Linked DNA regions of Sus scrofa: region 2 is linked to region 1. Evidence: chromatin contacts called from public HiChIP or PLAC-seq data. All regions are on one chromosome and are shown on one strand. Each heading gives the region's core, a stretch centred on a gene start, on an enhancer-like site or on the middle of the called end of the contact. The rest is flanking DNA. Distances are from core to core; before and after follow the strand shown.

What was found. HiChIP or PLAC-seq counts read pairs in DNA pulled down with a chosen protein or histone mark.
Region 2: an H3K27ac HiChIP or PLAC-seq map of alveolar macrophages shows a contact between it and region 1. The contact joins two enhancer-like sites. A contact is called at or near these places in 1 of 47 Hi-C or Micro-C datasets (embryonic fibroblasts) and 2 of 2 datasets of contacts at active chromatin or transcription factors (alveolar macrophages and skeletal muscle).

Annotation. Positions count from the first base shown.
Region 1 is chr3:93,652,727-93,657,367 of Sscrofa11.1, reverse strand. It overlaps LOC110260019 (a long non-coding RNA gene), which reads left to right. Exons shown (of 3, transcript XR_002342725.1): 2 at 934-1,124; 3 at 1,608-4,163. Among named protein-coding and RNA genes, the nearest start is that of MCFD2, 34 kb to the right of the region's middle. Within about 2 kb of position 2,062, at least 9 of the 83 cell types and tissues checked have an H3K27ac peak or open chromatin away from gene starts, as enhancers often do. A contact at or near this core is called in alveolar macrophages, where this site is marked.
Region 2 is chr3:93,800,370-93,805,010 of Sscrofa11.1, reverse strand. All of the region lies in intron 1 of SOCS5 (suppressor of cytokine signaling 5), which reads left to right. Among named protein-coding and RNA genes, the nearest start is that of SOCS5, 51 kb to the left of the region's middle. Within about 2 kb of position 1,975, at least 4 of the 83 cell types and tissues checked have an H3K27ac peak or open chromatin away from gene starts, as enhancers often do. A contact at or near this core is called in alveolar macrophages, where this site is marked.

The DNA of each region.
Region 1 (4,641 bases), core at 813-3,312:
TGCATCTCAGACATGTCACTTCAAGTCTTTAGCTGCACTTTCCATATCTCTGAAGCGGGGATGATGCACAAACCCCACCTCCTGGTTGGGAGGCCTGCGTGAACTCTCACATGAGGCTGCTCTATAAATTCTAAAGCTCAAGCCACACACTAGTCAATCTCTGGGTTGAGATTAGGAGGAAAATGAAATAATGACCCATAGTGATGGGGTCAGAACTGAGAAATGCAAATTGAAACAAAAACATTTCACTTATTTGAGATTCGCCAAATAGCACCAAACAAACAAAAAGCACACACAGAATGTCTTCAAGTCCCAATTAAGTTGAACCTGAACCCTAGCTTGGGCTGCCCACCTTGACCAGGCAGAGCTGGGTCATGGGCGGGGGGGACATCTAGAGACACAGGGCCCTGCTGCCTCCTGCTCCTTGAAAAGGATGAATAAATTCAGATTCACTGGGTGTGAAGTACCTGCCATGTGCCAGCACCTTCATGGATGTTAGGATGACAGCAAACACTTACACTGGGTTTGCTCTGGGCCAGGAATTTGACAAGAGCTCTCTTACATGTTAATCAATCCTCCTAACAGCCCACTGAGATAGCGACTGGAATCCACACTTTAGAGATTGGTTCACAGAGGCACGGAGAGCTTAGCTGGTCCCAAGCCCACCAGCTGCTGACTGGGAAAACCAGGACTAGGAACCCTCACTGCCTTGAACACACTCCCCGTGACATGCCTGCCTCGGTCTCCTGCCATCACCATTCTAACCGTTTCAGACCTGGAGTCTCTCTAGCACCACGGACACGCTCTTTCAGGACAAACTCGCTGGCTAGTCAACAATCGGCCACTTTTTCCTGATGAGTCAGTGCCTCGGCTGCACTGGAGCAGTGGACCTGGCCTGCACCAACCCTCATGGCCCATCCTTTCTCTGCCCAGACAGCCTACTTCCCCATCTGCAGTCCTTTGACTTCTCAGTTCAACACCCTGGCCCTGGGGAGCGAGCCTCAAGACTCCACTCCCAGGAGAACCCTCCAGGGGGCGCTCTCATCCCCAGAGTCAAAGCTGGGCAGCGAGACTGGGAAAAATGACTGGAATAGAGGAACTAGTTCTGTGACCTGGACAAAAAGGTAAGCTTCTCTGAGTCTGTTCCCTTATCTGTCAAGAGGAAGAATGATAGAGATTTTTGTTCCTGGGTCTATGTACCACTTAGGGTTGCAGGTGAGGTGAGAAGGCCGCCAGAGATGTGCAGGGGACCTTCAGCCTGCCACTAGGGGGCTCCCTCTCAGGGAAGGGGCGAGCCCTGCAGCTGGACTGCGCACTGAAGGGAGGGAGGGCAGGACTTCATGGCAGGGAAGGGGAAGGGGCCTAAAATCCCCCAAGAGTATTACCTCTGGCCCGAACCCCCGGTGTTTGGAATTCAGTGCACCAATCTTTCTCAGCTCCTGCTGCAGGTAAAATTGTGTTTGTGTGTTTGGGGCCCTGTGGGGAAAGGGAGGAACGGTGGAAATGCAAGCAGCAGTCAGGTGGCTTAAATGAGCCATCACCCACTACACACCAGATTTTTCACATTCATGGCCTCCTTTAACCCTCACGTTACCCCCCTTTTACAGACAAGAAAGCAGGAGCCGTTCCAGATGTTTCTGCTCCCTCCCGCCCCCGGCGTGGTCTGAGTGAACCCAGGGACAGGGACAGGAAGAGATGCTCCCCAGGGACTCTGGTCCTGGCTGAGTCACCTGGCCTGGATGTCCAGTTCACGCTACCTCTATGTTACTCACTGACCAAGAATATGACTTAATTCCCCGTGGGCGATACCACCAGGCATATAAAGAAATGGGTGATGACCGTGACACAGAAGCTAAAAGCCTCAATTACCCTTCGCAACAGGAACCGGGGACATTTTTATGAAGAGAGAAATTTTTGCCTCATAAATCGCACTTGTGAGAAATCCAGCCCACGCTGCTGGTGACCTTGTCACATCTTCCACAGCCAGAGGCAGCCCCACAGATGGCGGGGATCACCTCAGCCTCACCCCTGCCATTAAGCCCAAGTATGTGTTCTAGAGAGTGTATGGGGGTCAGCCAGGGCTAGGATGAGGCCAGGATAGGCAGCCGGAATGCAAGTATATTCCCAGCTCTCAACCTGGCTCCCTCTGTTGGTCTCAACTGCAGGGCATGGGCATAAGAAGAGGGTCTTTAAAAAGTCTTCTTGACGGGGTCCCACCCCCAGAGATTCTGATGTAACTGGTCCAGGGTGGGCCTGGGCACTGGGAGCTTTAAAAGCCGCCCAGGTGATTCTGATGTACAGCCAAGTTGAGAGCTTACCCCTACCCTGCCCTGCCAGTCGATGAATCAACAGCAAGCTTTTAGCAAGTGCAAGCTGGTGGGAGGGGGGAGACCAGAAACAGGACACAGTTTCTGCCCAGGCTCATTTACATGAAGCCATAATGCGGACTCCCCACACCCCACGGGCAACAGAGACCCTGTGAAGAGGCCTGGGTGCAAGCACCTGGGGGAGCAGCTGCACCTGATCTGAGCCCAGAAGCTTAGGCTGTCTAAAGGCTCCCACCCATGCACACAACCACTGCGTGCTCCCCCGCCCCCTGCCGCGGCGTCCTCACAGGCGCATGCGTCATCTCCGTCCCGCTTTCTTACTCCTCCGACCTTCACCAAGCAGCCTGACTGAGCACACCCAGCTGCCTGAGGATCCCCTTTTATTCCACGGACAGACGTTTGCAGACGACTTTGGGCACGGACTGAGCACCAGGACTGCAAGGGGCAGCAGGCTGGAAGAAACAAACACGGGCGGGCAACAACAAGGCTCCTTCAAGGACAGTACAGCTCTTATCACTGACAGGTAGAATTCACTTAATGCGCTGCCTCAGGAGGCGCACACAGAGGCTCAAAAGAGTCTCCAGCAACCTGTGTTCTTCTAATGAAATCGAAAGCGGGTTCCATAGCGTTCCAGTTACTCTTGGGTATAAATAAAGAGTCCCATTTTCTATAACAAAAAGTCAGTTCACTCGACTGTCAAAGCCATAAACGCTCCCAGGTTCAAAGCCTCCCCTTCCCTTGGCCAGCAGATCAGCCCTTAGGTGGCTTGGGGGTCTCAGGGTCCCGTGCTGACATTCCGGGGGAGACTCTGCATGCTCTTGAGAAGCTCCCCAGGGCTGGGGGTCCCTGGACCTGACAATGTCTCCTACCAAAGCTGACACTGCAGCAGAAGCCCTGCTCAACATCTGTTTATTCATCCAGTATTCAAGCTTCTGTGGGTTGTTGATATTTGTTTTAATGAAGGCATTTAAGGATATAAATTTTCATTAGAGCACATCTTATTTTTTGTATGTTTTTACTGCTCTCCCTACTCTTTAGTACTGATAAAATTATTAGATGTTCAATGAGCAATTTATACAACCCAGAAAAGCAGTCATTAATTCATTAAACAACTATTTAGCCAATGGCTCCTGCATCCTTGAAATGGTTCTTGCCATTGTGGACATACCAAGAAATACATTAGCACAGACCCTACACTCAGAGAGCTTATAGTTCATTCAGGCCTCAGATAGAAACTAGTAAGTATGATAACATCTGATGCAGAAAGATGAAAAATACAACTCACCTTTCATCTCAAAGCTGAGTTTTCCACAGTTCACATTTCAGTACATGACCTTCTAGTATCAGCATTATCACTGTTACACATGCATTAGGTGGTGAATATTTTTCTCATATCAACAAATATTTTTCAGCAAAATGATTTTAGTATTTCAAGAGGTGGATGAATCGTGAATATCTTAATCATGGGATCTTTAAAGCAGAGAGAGTCCTTACCAGGCTTCTATTCTGTGGGTGTGTGGAGTGGGTGTAAAAATCAGGAAACGGTGAGAATTAGGAAGCGTAGCAGTGTCCCCTCCTAAGAGCACACACATTTTGAGAAGAGAAGGGAAGAAAAGTTAAAACTCTGTGTTGGCCAGACTTATCTGTGCTAGATTCAGCCCCAGCCCCTAAAAAGCCACCCCCCTTCACTGAGCCAAAGATGAGGGGTCAACAGACCCAGAGGACTTGTGTGTGTCCAGATGGCCCTGGGTGACCTGATCAGGATATCTGATGGTAACCATCATGCCACACCGTCTGCAGAAACTAGGGTCCCCCTTGCTCCCTCTGGATTCTTGAATTATTTGAATAATTGCCTCTATCTTCTCGGCAAAGGCCAAGGTTGAGGCAACCAATGTTGGAAGCCAACTTTTCCCTTTCTAAGGGAGGATATTATGCTCCTTAGAGCTGCAAGGCTGGACCCTTGAACACTTTTTGAATGTGAAGGCTGAATCTGGCCCAAATTCCCTTTCCTCAACTACAGCCAAACTGCTGCTGAATTTCAACTTTAAACTTCAGAAAAGTCTGGTGGGTGTCTTTAGCTGGGAGAGACTTTTTCCCTTCCTTTTAATCTGCTCATAAGTCAATAACCAGCTCAGGCAATAAAGTTCATACTTGGAGAAACCAAAGACTAAATCACCATCTGCATTCACACCCAGGGTGGACGGCCTCAGCTTTCAAGAATTTAGTGTTTGTCTTGGAGAAAACCAAGAGCCTAACTGCAGCCAAGGGAAGGAAAAAGAAAGGCCGCCTCAGCCTGAAGCACGGCTTCCCCTGC
Region 2 (4,641 bases), core at 726-3,225, 150 kb before region 1:
CTCTGTGGTTGGTTAGGTAGTCCTTAAACTAGTTCTTTCAACATAATAATAGAGATTTTTAAAATCAGATGTTGATTTATGTGTATTTGAGATTTCTGGTTAGAAATAGCAATTGTGGAATGGTTCGTTCACATTAGATCCAAGTGTTTAACTGGGAAGTTTGACTTGTTTTGTGAGAATTAGTCTGTTATTTGACAAGATGGAGAATTATTTCAAATAAGAGGGTTTCCAGGATTACCTACAAGCAATAACAGACTATTTTTACTTGCTACACTTCAAACAATTGTAATGTGAATAGTTTAATAGTAAATCTTATTTTATTTCAGATCTGACAGAATGTCTTAAGAATTTTTTGTTTTCATGGAGTACTGCTTCCTTCATTTTCAAAGACTATTAAGAATTAACTGTACTTTAAACTGGTCAATTCAGCTTTCAGACTATTTAAATGTACTTTTCTTTATCTGTAAAGTAACCCTCTTTTTAAAGCTGTGTTTATGGGAAATAAATATCTCTTAAACTGTGAAGAGAGGTTTTTTAAGGGGGAGACAGGAAGGGGAAAGTTTGATAGAATAGTATTGCTTCTATTAGGTATTTTTTTGCAGATGACACTTGTAGTATTTAAAATGAACATTAAATTAGCACCTAACGGAAATAGGACTAGCTATAGAATACAAGACTATTTAGATTAACTCAGCATGTTGGACGTTAGGGGATAGTACTTTAGTTTAATTGGACAGTAGTAGGATTAGGAATCAGTTGTAACTGATGTGCTGCTCCTAGACCTTAACTTGAGTCTGTTTGTAGAATGCTATGTTTATATTTTAAATTCTAATATTTAAAAAAAAAAAAATCCCAGGTCGTTGAGGTTTGTTAATTCAGTTGCTTATAGAGCAAGGACTACCTGAGCTGCCTGGAGACAGAGGGTTGCTTATCCTCTTTAACATCTCCCATGAAAGACTCCTCACAAATCTCTTTCGGTTGTTTATTTACATTTTTAACTATTTGAAATATCAGTTTTTTTCTAAGAGTTTCTTTGTTTTTTTTCCCCAGAAGGATTGAAGAGTGACCACTCAGAAATTCTCCTTTTTAGAGAGACTTTATTTGGTTTATCTTATTTCTCCTAGTGCTATTATTTCAGCTGTGTTACCTTTATATTCCTGTCATACTGATAGTTGTTGTTTTGTTGCTCCTTTCATGCTGAGTTCCTAAAATGTAGAAGTAGCCAGACTTAGAGTCCCTTGACTTTTTTTTAGCTGCTTGAAATCCTGGGATCAATATTATGGAAGATGTTCTAGAGAGGAGTGAGAATGGAGGAAGGTGCACTTTATTTACGCAGCTGTTACAAGTAATACATGCAAATGATGAAGACTCAGCCTGGGAGAAGACTCTGCATTGGAGACAGAGAGAGGGGGCGCAGACCTGATAGGGCTCTAGGGTGGACTCTAGGCAATGTTCTTCCAGTTCACCACTCCTTAGGGAACTTCGCAGAGGTCGGGACTTTGGCTAAAGGCATTATTTTAAAGAAATGTCCTCTCGGGAGTTCCCGTTGTGGCTCAGTGGATTAAGAACTGGTATCCATAAAGATGCCAATTTGATCCCTGGCTTTGTTCACTGTGTTAAGTAAGGATGCGGTGTTGCATGAGCTGTGGTGTAGGTTGCAGTTGTGGCTTGGATCCCGCATTGCTGTGGCTGTGGTGTAGGTCAGCAGCCAATTTGACCCCTGGCCTGAGAACTTCCATATGCCACAAGTGCGGCCCTAGAAAGACATACATACATAACCTCTCAGCCTGATTTCCTTGCCCTTTAAGGTCATTTTTTTTTTTTTTTTTTAAAGAAAGATTCCTTAAGATTTTCTTTGTGAACAATCATGTCATCTGAAAATAGACAGTTTTATTTCATCCTTTCCAGTTATGCATTTATTTCTTTTTCTTCCTTATTGTGCTGGCTTTCACTTCCCTTTGGGCCCTAACCTCTTGCTCTGGCATCCAGTGATCATAGTTGTTAGACAAATTGACTTCTCCTAGAACACTTGCCTTGGTGCTTTCCTTGTGTATAGATTTTTAATTACTAATTCAAAATTTCTTTAGAGTTATGGCTATTGCTTTTTTCTTGAGTCAGTTTTGAAATTTTATATTTTTCTAAAAATCCAGCCACCTCTTATTTGCTTAAAGTTCTACACGATGGTCTTTTTAAAAATCTCTGTTCCCTTTTTATGTCTTACATATGTATCCATGTAGTTTGTGACCCCAGGCTATTATGCTTTCTAAGGTTTTTTTGGTCTCTTGCTCTGGTCAGTGTACTTGCTCATGGCACTTCTCTTTTCTCTAAATCTTACCCTGCCTGCACTGGCCTTTTCTCATTTGCAGTTTCCAAACTGTTGTGCATTTCTGCATGTAGTACAAATAGATGCTAAAGTGAATATATATTTTTATCATCTTTTCAGATAACTTGTTTCTAACTTTTGATAGATAAGGTTTTGTTTCAGTTGTTTAACAAGCCAAAGGTTTTTTGATGTTTTACTTTAAAAAATAAAATCAGGAGTTCCTGCTATGGAGCAGTGGGTTAGGCATCCAACTGCAGGGGCTCGGGATCCTTGGCCTGGTGCGGTGGGTTAAAGGATCCGTCGTTGCCACAGCTGTGGCCTAGATCACAGCTGCGGCTCGGATTTAATCCCTGGCCCAGAATATGCACATGCCAAGGGAACTTCCATATGCAGCCATAAACATAAATTAATTAAAAAAATAAAATTATATGTTACATGGTAAAACATAGCACAGAACTGGGGTATATTTCTTGGAGTTTCTAATCTGTAATTTTGGTCAAAGTGCTTCTCTTGAAATTAGTTTACTTAAATGGTTAAAGGGTATCCCATTTGTATTTACTTCTCCCAATACTCCTCCCAAATAGAGTAGACTAATTTCTAGATGCTTAAATTTTCTTTTTACTTAGGCTGGTAGAGAGAGTAGATAAAAAGCAAAGGAAGTGGTCCTGATTATGGTCTTTTCTTTTCCCTTCCTTTTCTCTTTGCTTCTTTTCCTTTCTTTCTTGAGTTCATTACAGGCTGTCAAATTATTTGAAGACCCTGGATTTTCTTCAGGCCTATAATTTGGCATAGAAGAGAGTAATATCCTTTAGTCTGTAAAAAGAATGATAACTGTATTCTAAGTAGTTTTAGATATAAAAAACAGAAGGAAATTGTTGCTATAAAAATCATTTTATTTTAGTCCTTAGGGTCATCCTATTTCTTATGATACTAAACTGCTAGGGTTACTAAATGGTCCAGATTACAACTTCTCACTTACCATTGGTAACTGAATATTCTTTGTAAGTTATTAGCAGGATCACAACGGGCTCATTGTTAAGCAGTCCCAAATCAGAGGTTCTTTTCTGGATTAAGGCTAACCAGTGTAGTAGCTTGATCCATGAAGTTCCTCCTCTGAGAGTAGTTTTGCTTTGTTGGTTTTCATTTGTTTCTAGCTTACCTTTTGGGATTGAGGGAGATTTGTGTGCGTGGGGTGGGGGGAGGTGAATTGGATGCCCTATGCTCTAGGAAATGTTGTCTGCAGAGGCAGTGCACTAATCAAGCGCACACCCTTATGATGCTGCTATCACCGGCATGTACTTCTCCTGCTTTATGGATTGGTTGTATTACAGAAACTATCATTTTTGAGCCCCTTTTCTATACTCAGCTGTACTTACCTTTATGTCATATTATCCTCTTAAAAAACCCTTGTAAGAGAGGGGTAGTTGTTCCTATTTTTAGATGGAAAGGCTGAGACTTAGGTTTCACACAGCTAGTGAGTGCTTGAATTTGCTTTTAGGGCTCTCTGAAGCAAAAGCACATGTTCTTGGCCAATAATGCTGGCCAGATAAGAAACATTTCAATGAATAGTGTATCTGTTGGTATATTCCATAAGATACTTTCTCCATAGAAAATGAAGCATAACTTACTAGGATTTTATGCCTCCCCAGTGTGCAGTATCTATATAGTAAAATTTAAACTGTGGCAGTGTTACAGACTAAAAAGGAATATTGAAGCAAAAAAAAAAAATGAATGAGGACTATGTTCCTGGACCTTGCCCAGTACTATACAAATTAGCTGTGCTTAGTTTAGGTTGTAGATGAGCTATAGCTTCAACTGCTAAGGAACACTGAAATCCCCATAATGTTTGCTAGGAAACAATATAGACATTTAAATGATTAGTAGAACTTGCAGTTTGGCAGATGTTGTACGTAGGAAGAAGCTGATATTTGTGGCATGACCCACAAGAACTGAAAGGGAGAACTGTTTTTATTTTTTATTTTTTGCCTTTTCTAGGGCCGCTCCCGCAGCATATGGAGGTTCCCAGGCTAGGGGTCCAATCGGAGCTGTAGCTGGTAGCCTATACCACAGCCACAGCAATGCCAGATCCGAGCCACCTCTGCAACCTACACCACAGCTCAGGGCAATGCCAGATCCCTAACCCACCGGGTAATGCTAGGGATTGAACCCGCAACCTCATGGTTCCTAGTCAGATTCATTTCTGCTGAGCCATGACCGGAACTCCGGGAGAACTGTTTTTAAAAGAAAGGAAAGCTAAAGCTTTGTGCCAGATAGGACTGGTAACATTTAAAAGCTACTGTCTGTCTTTGGAGTGTCTC